Linked DNA regions of Sus scrofa: region 1 is linked to region 2. Evidence: chromatin contacts called from public HiChIP or PLAC-seq data. All regions are on one chromosome and are shown on one strand. Each heading gives the region's core, a stretch centred on a gene start, on an enhancer-like site or on the middle of the called end of the contact. The rest is flanking DNA. Distances are from core to core; before and after follow the strand shown.

Region 1 (3,090 bases), core at 567-3,066, 250 kb after region 2:
AGGAACCTGAAAAAGAATCTGAGAGTACGTACATACGTGTGTGTGTGTGTGTGTGTGTGTGTGTGTGTGTAACTGAATCACTTTGCTGTACACCTGAGATTAACATAGCATTGCAAATCAACTGTACTTTCGTTTTTTAAAGAAAAGAAAAAGAAGAGGTAATCAACTTGGATGAAGTTAAGCTGATTTCAGAGTCCACTCTTTTTTTTTTTTTTTTTTTTTTTTGGCCTTTTTGTCTTTTTCTAGGGCCACACTTGCAGCATATGGAGGTTCCCAGGCTAGGGGTCGAATCGGAGCTGTTGCCACTGGCCTACGCCAGAGCCACAGCAATGCGGGATCCGAGCCGCATCTACAACCTACACCACAGCTCACGGCCACGCCAAATCCCTACCCACTGAGTGAGGCCAAGGATCGAACCCGTGTCCCCATGGATGCCAGTCAGTTTCGTTAACCACTGAACCACGACGGGAACTCCAAATAGTATGAGATTTAGCACTTATACTTCAGTCAACAATGACAGTTGTTATAAAGTACAGCAACGACCTCAGCAGTAAACTAGCAGCTGATGGGCTAAGAAATTATAATATCAAGTATTTAAAATTAAATTTACGGAGGAGTTCCCGTCGTGGCGCAGTGGTTAACGAATCCGACTAGGAACCATGAGGTTGCGGGTTCGGTCCCTGCGCTTGCTCAGTGGGTTAACGATCCGGCGTTGCCGTGAGCTGTGGTGTAGGTTGCAGATGCGGCTCGGATCCCGAGTTGCTGTGGCTCTGGCGTAGGCGGGCAGCTACAGCTCCGATTAGACCCCTAGCCTGGGAACCTCCATATGCCACAGGAGTGGCCCAAAGAAATAGCAAAAAAAAAAGACAAAAACAAACAAAACAAAAAAAAAATTAAATTTACATTCAAACAACTATGGAAAGTTCTCATAAGAGAATAATTTTATTTATTTTGAATAAAACTTCAGATTTATGGAGTTCCCATCCTGGCTCAGACTAGGAACAATGAGGTTGTGGGTTCGATCCCCGGGCTCACTCAGCAGGTTAAGGATCCGGTGTTGCATGAGCTGTGGTATAGGTTGCAGACGCGGCTTGGATGCTGCATTGCTGTGGCCCTGGTGTAGGCCGGCGGCAACAGCTCCAATTAGAACCCTAACCCGGGGACCTCCATATGCTGTGGGAGCAGCCCTAGAAAAGGCAAAAAGAAAAAAAAAACCCCAAAAAACCCTTCAGATTTGTTCTTGAGTTTCAAAAGCTCATGCGGTGATAGTGCTATTTGTCTTTGACCAAATCTTGATCATAACAATTGGCCATTTGGCATTCGACTAAAGTGTGCATTGAGGAGTTCCCTGGTGGCTCAGTGGGTTAAGGATCAAGCATTGTCACTGCCATGGCATCGGTTCCATTCCCTGGCCTGAGAACCTCCATGGGTTCAGCCAAAAAAAGAGTGTGCATTGATTGCATTTCCAGATCCCTTAGAAAGTGACAAATAGAATTACCATTATATTTCTTAGTATCCTGTGACTATTCATTTATATCTTAGGATGTATTACCATCACCAGTTATAGCATCATTTATATGTATATATAATATATATGGATTTTTTTTGCATATGATAGACACCTGTGAAATACTAAGCCCATTTCCTCCTCTTCCTTGTCACAAAGGTAAGTACATGGTCCTGCTTCTCTTATAGTCAGACGTGGCCATGGCAGTGAGTTCCAGAAAATGGTAAGTGGGCAGAGGGCATGTGGGTGTTTCCAGGCTGGGCACGTTACAGTCTTGCCCATTCCCACCTGCCAGCTGATAGAGAGGAAGGCGGGGAACATGCAGACTGGGTAATGTAAACCCTGCAGAGGCGGGAGTTTATCTGTAGGAGCAGCTGGTGCTACTCTTATTGAAACTCTTCTAAAGGAATTTCAAGAAGCACTTGAAAACAACTCAGGAAGCCATCATATGTGTAAAAGCATCTAAATTGTGACTTTGTGTACTTCTTTTTAAGTGTCAAAGTCACGTCTGGGCTGACTGGGGACCAGGCGTTCCTAGGCAAGAAGGTGGCATCAGCCAAGGTTCTCCTCCAAAATCTCCACCGAAAGGACTCAGGGGACAGACCCATGGGGGAAAAAATCCACATTAGTTCTGGAAATCTGGGAGAATTTCTGGTAGGTGTAACATTGATGTGTTGCCATCACATTGAGCAACCGTGACTCATAGGATGTTGTCATAAAGTGACTTCCTTCTTGTCCCCAGCTGTGTCATTACACTGGCCTGCTGGGCTTATTTTTTCTTCACCGCTGGGCCAAAGGCTGGCCCCATGACTTCTCTTCTTTTTAATTCTTAGGTAATAAAAAGTCATATAGTCTCTTGAAGTCAGAACACAGGCACAGTCTTTCATGCCCCGTCCTATGTCATAAAACTCTAATCTAAAGCTAGGAGTTCTTGGAGTTCTTACCATGATGCAGTGGGTTAAGAATCTGACTGCAGTGACTCCGGTCCCTGCTGAGGTGTGGGTTCGATCTCTGGCCCGGCTCAGTGGCTTGATCTGGTGTTGCCGCAGCTGCAGCTTAGATTCAATCCCTGGCCCCTGACTTGAGAACTTCCATATGCCAGGTGTGGCCACTAAAAAAAAAAAAAAAATTAAAAAAGAATGAAAGATTTGAGACTTTTCCTTCAGCACAAGCCTGTAGGAAGCCAGTAGCCTGCATTGGGAGAAAGCGCCAGGAAGCTTGTTGCTGTTGTTTCTCTGGTTGGTCTTTTATTATTATTATTATTATCTTGAAAAAAATGCATTGAAGTATAGTTGATTTACAATATTGTGTTAATTTCTGCTGTAGAGCAGAGTGACTCACTTTTACCTGTGCGCATGTCCGTTCCCATATAAATGAGCACAGAACACTGAGTAGATGTGCCTGTGCTGCCCAGCAGCCTCACTCTGTTCCGTGCTTCCTTTCTTAGCAGCTCCCTGTGGCTTCTGACTTCTCCAGGGATTGAGCTGGGGGAATGTGGAGGGTCTGGTATGGTGGGTGGGGGCGAGGTGGGGTTCGTGGGGGTCTTGACGACCATTGTCTTGCCTGGCAGTTGTTTAAAGCGG
Region 2 (2,878 bases), core at 254-2,753:
CTATGGAAAAAGAGCACAGAAGTTCCTCAAAAAACAAAAAGGAGAGTTGCCATTAGATCCAGCAATCCCACTCCTTGGCAGATACCAGACAAAACTCTAATTCAAAAAGCTACATGCACCCCCGTGTTCACTGCAGCACTATTCACAACAGCCCAGACATGGAAGTAACCTAAGCGTCCATCAACAGGTGAACGGATAAAAAGATGCTGTGTAGACAAACAAGGGGATAGTACTCAGCCATGAAAAAGAAGGAAATGATGCCACTGGCAGCAAGATGGATGGACCTAGAGACTCTCACACTAAGTGCTCTCATACTCAGAGAAAGACAAGTACGAAGTGCTATCACTTACATGTGGAATCTCAAACATGAAACAAATGAACTCATCCTTAAAACACAAACAGACTCACAGACACACAGAACAGACTTGCGATTGTCAAGCGGGAGGGAGAGGGGCAAGGGGAGGGAAGGATCGGGAACTGGGGATTAGCAGATGCAAACTACTGCACATAAAAAGAAGGTTCTACTGTAGAGCACAGGGAACTCGAGTCTGCATCCTGCGATCAACCGCGATGGAAAAGAACATGGAAGAGAACGCGGAGAACAATCATTTTGCTGTGCAGAAAAAAATGGAGAGAACATCACCCATCAACTATACTCCCATGAAGTATTTCAAAGGAAAAAAAGAAAAACCTTCCCTTGCTCTAAAAATATTTGTTCCCTTGGTACAAATACTGTAAAAATCCACTTATCATGAGGTCCCTAGACTGGTTAAACCCAGAGGGACAGAAAGGTCAGGGGTGGTCGCCGGGGGTGGGGGCAGGAAGCGGAACAGGGAATGCGTGCTTCATGGGGTCGGGGCTCCGGCCGGGGAGGGCGGCGAAGTCCCGGTGGTGGAAGGGTTGTACTTGCACTTACGACGTACAATGTAAATGCACTTAATGCCGCTGAACTTGCTGGTCAAAGCGGGTAAAATGGTGCCTTTCACGGCATGCGTCTATCACTACAATTCCTTTCAAACAGCAGATTTTATATTACAGATATTTTCATTTTAAAGGAACATTCAAAACTTTAAAAAAAAAAAAAAAAATTTTTTTTTCCTAGTCCTTGTTGACCTATTCCCACAACTGGGAATTCATCCAAAGAAAATATTCCACCAGGAGGGAGGGAGGCTGTATAACTGCCGATCGCCTGCAATGGAAACAGGCTCTTAACCCAGCTGCAGGGAAAAGGTTTAAAAATAGTAAAACCAGGCCATTATCAACAAGGAAGTCCCTCAACATAAATATAACTGTGAAACTCAAGAGTATTCACAAAACACCACGCGAGGACGAACATAAAAATGTATGAAGAGAGATTTTGACCTTGACAAACGGGCTAAGCCTAGAAGTAAAGGTGAGCGAGAGAGGCACTGGGTTTGGGGAGTGACATCGGGGACATGGGTTCTATCCGCTGTGATGCCCCCCCCCCCCGGAAGCCAGGCAGCCGAGGAAGAGGAAGCCGTGCAGAGAGCATAACTCATCTGGAAAATCACAGCCCCAGCCCCTCAGACAACACATGGTTTCTCCATCTCCGGGCTGCGGGGCAGGGTGGGGACCAGCACTGGGGGCTCTGGCGCCTCCTCTCCTGGCCTCGTCACCCTGGCGGAACGGAGACGCCAAGGACGCAGAGACCGCGCGCCTCCCTCGTCTTCACCTGGCTTGCAGATGAGTGTTATATTGGTGTTTATTCTCTTGCCACCACCACACTCATCGCCATCCGAGTAGGAGAGCTGAATGTTTCCTTTTTCTCTTGTGGGAGAAGAAATAAATTTGCCCAGGTTTTTACTTCCAGACTCATCTGGAAAAGAGGAAGAGAGAAAAAAAAAAAAAAAACCAACAGAAGGCATGATTAAAAATTATGACACAGATGATGAGTAACAAAAAAATCAGCCAAGTTCCCGTGGGTGGGCCCCTTCCCCGGCCCACCCAGCCTGGTTGGGGGCGGCCACGGGGAGGACCCCAAGGTCACCTTGGGGCTTAGTGGGCAAGTGTGAGAGGGATGCACAGTGTCCTGCAAAGCAAAGGCAGGAGCGACGTAGAAAGGCAGGGCACACCCTTCCTGAAAAGAACACTTCCCCCACTTTGGGGGCCTTCAGTTCCCCCGAGACATAGGTCTTTTGAAACCGAGGGGCTAGACTTTGCCCCATGACGACGGAAGCAGGAACCAACTGATCAGCAAGTCAAGCGAGTGACCGTGAATTAAGTGACTCAGCTGACCTTTCACAACAAAGTTCTGAAATCCTGTCCCAAGTCCGTCTTAACCAAGGCAGGGAAAGGCCTGGGCCTGCTTTTAAAGACCCACCACCACTTCTGGATCCTGGGACAAATTCCCCAAATCCAGCCTGGGCCCGCCTCCTTCTCTAAGGCTGGTAACCGACCCCAAGCACCCTCAAGCTTGTTCCTACGGACGTTTCCAGTGATGAACGTGCTACAGCGTTTGCAGTCAACGGAGATGCAAGCCGGCTGCAGCAAAGAAGGCTAAGGGGTCCAACACTCTCCCGCGAGGCCACAAAAGCCACCTGCCTGAGGCCATAATGCTAGAACAATCCCAGGCAGTGAGGTTGTTAAAAAACTGGGATCCGTTTTACACAAGCACTGGCAGTGGGTTATTCCCAGGGTTCCTCGGGATACAAGGTGAAAAGATGAAGCATTTTCCCACGTGGCTCCTTCTGCTTCCAGCTAGCCCGTCTCGGGCTGCGGCCATGTGCACGACCCGAAACGCTGCAGCTTCCAAAGTCCGCCCGTCAGCTACGCCTGAGTCAGTACGCTCTTCTCCTTACCGTTCTTTGTACACAGAATCCAGGGACAGAAGGCGGACATGAACCACGGGAAGATTTTT

Evidence for each region. HiChIP or PLAC-seq counts read pairs in DNA pulled down with a chosen protein or histone mark.
Region 1: an H3K27ac HiChIP or PLAC-seq map of alveolar macrophages shows a contact between it and region 2. The contact joins two enhancer-like sites. A contact is called at or near these places in 1 of 5 promoter capture datasets (fetal liver), 1 of 47 Hi-C or Micro-C datasets (embryonic fibroblasts) and 1 of 2 datasets of contacts at active chromatin or transcription factors (alveolar macrophages).

Annotation. Positions count from the first base shown.
Region 1 is chr1:7,663,720-7,666,809 of Sscrofa11.1, forward strand. No RefSeq gene overlaps it. Among named protein-coding and RNA genes, the nearest start is that of WTAP, 14 kb to the left of the region's middle. Within about 2 kb of position 1,817, at least 15 of the 83 cell types and tissues checked have an H3K27ac peak or open chromatin away from gene starts, as enhancers often do. A contact at or near this core is called in alveolar macrophages and fetal liver, where this site is marked.
Region 2 is chr1:7,418,703-7,421,580 of Sscrofa11.1, forward strand. IGF2R (insulin like growth factor 2 receptor) reads right to left here. Exons shown (of 48, transcript NM_001244473.1): 13 at 1,694-1,837. Among named protein-coding and RNA genes, the nearest start is that of IGF2R, 52 kb to the right of the region's middle. Within about 2 kb of position 1,504, at least 31 of the 83 cell types and tissues checked have an H3K27ac peak or open chromatin away from gene starts, as enhancers often do. A contact at or near this core is called in alveolar macrophages and fetal liver, where this site is marked.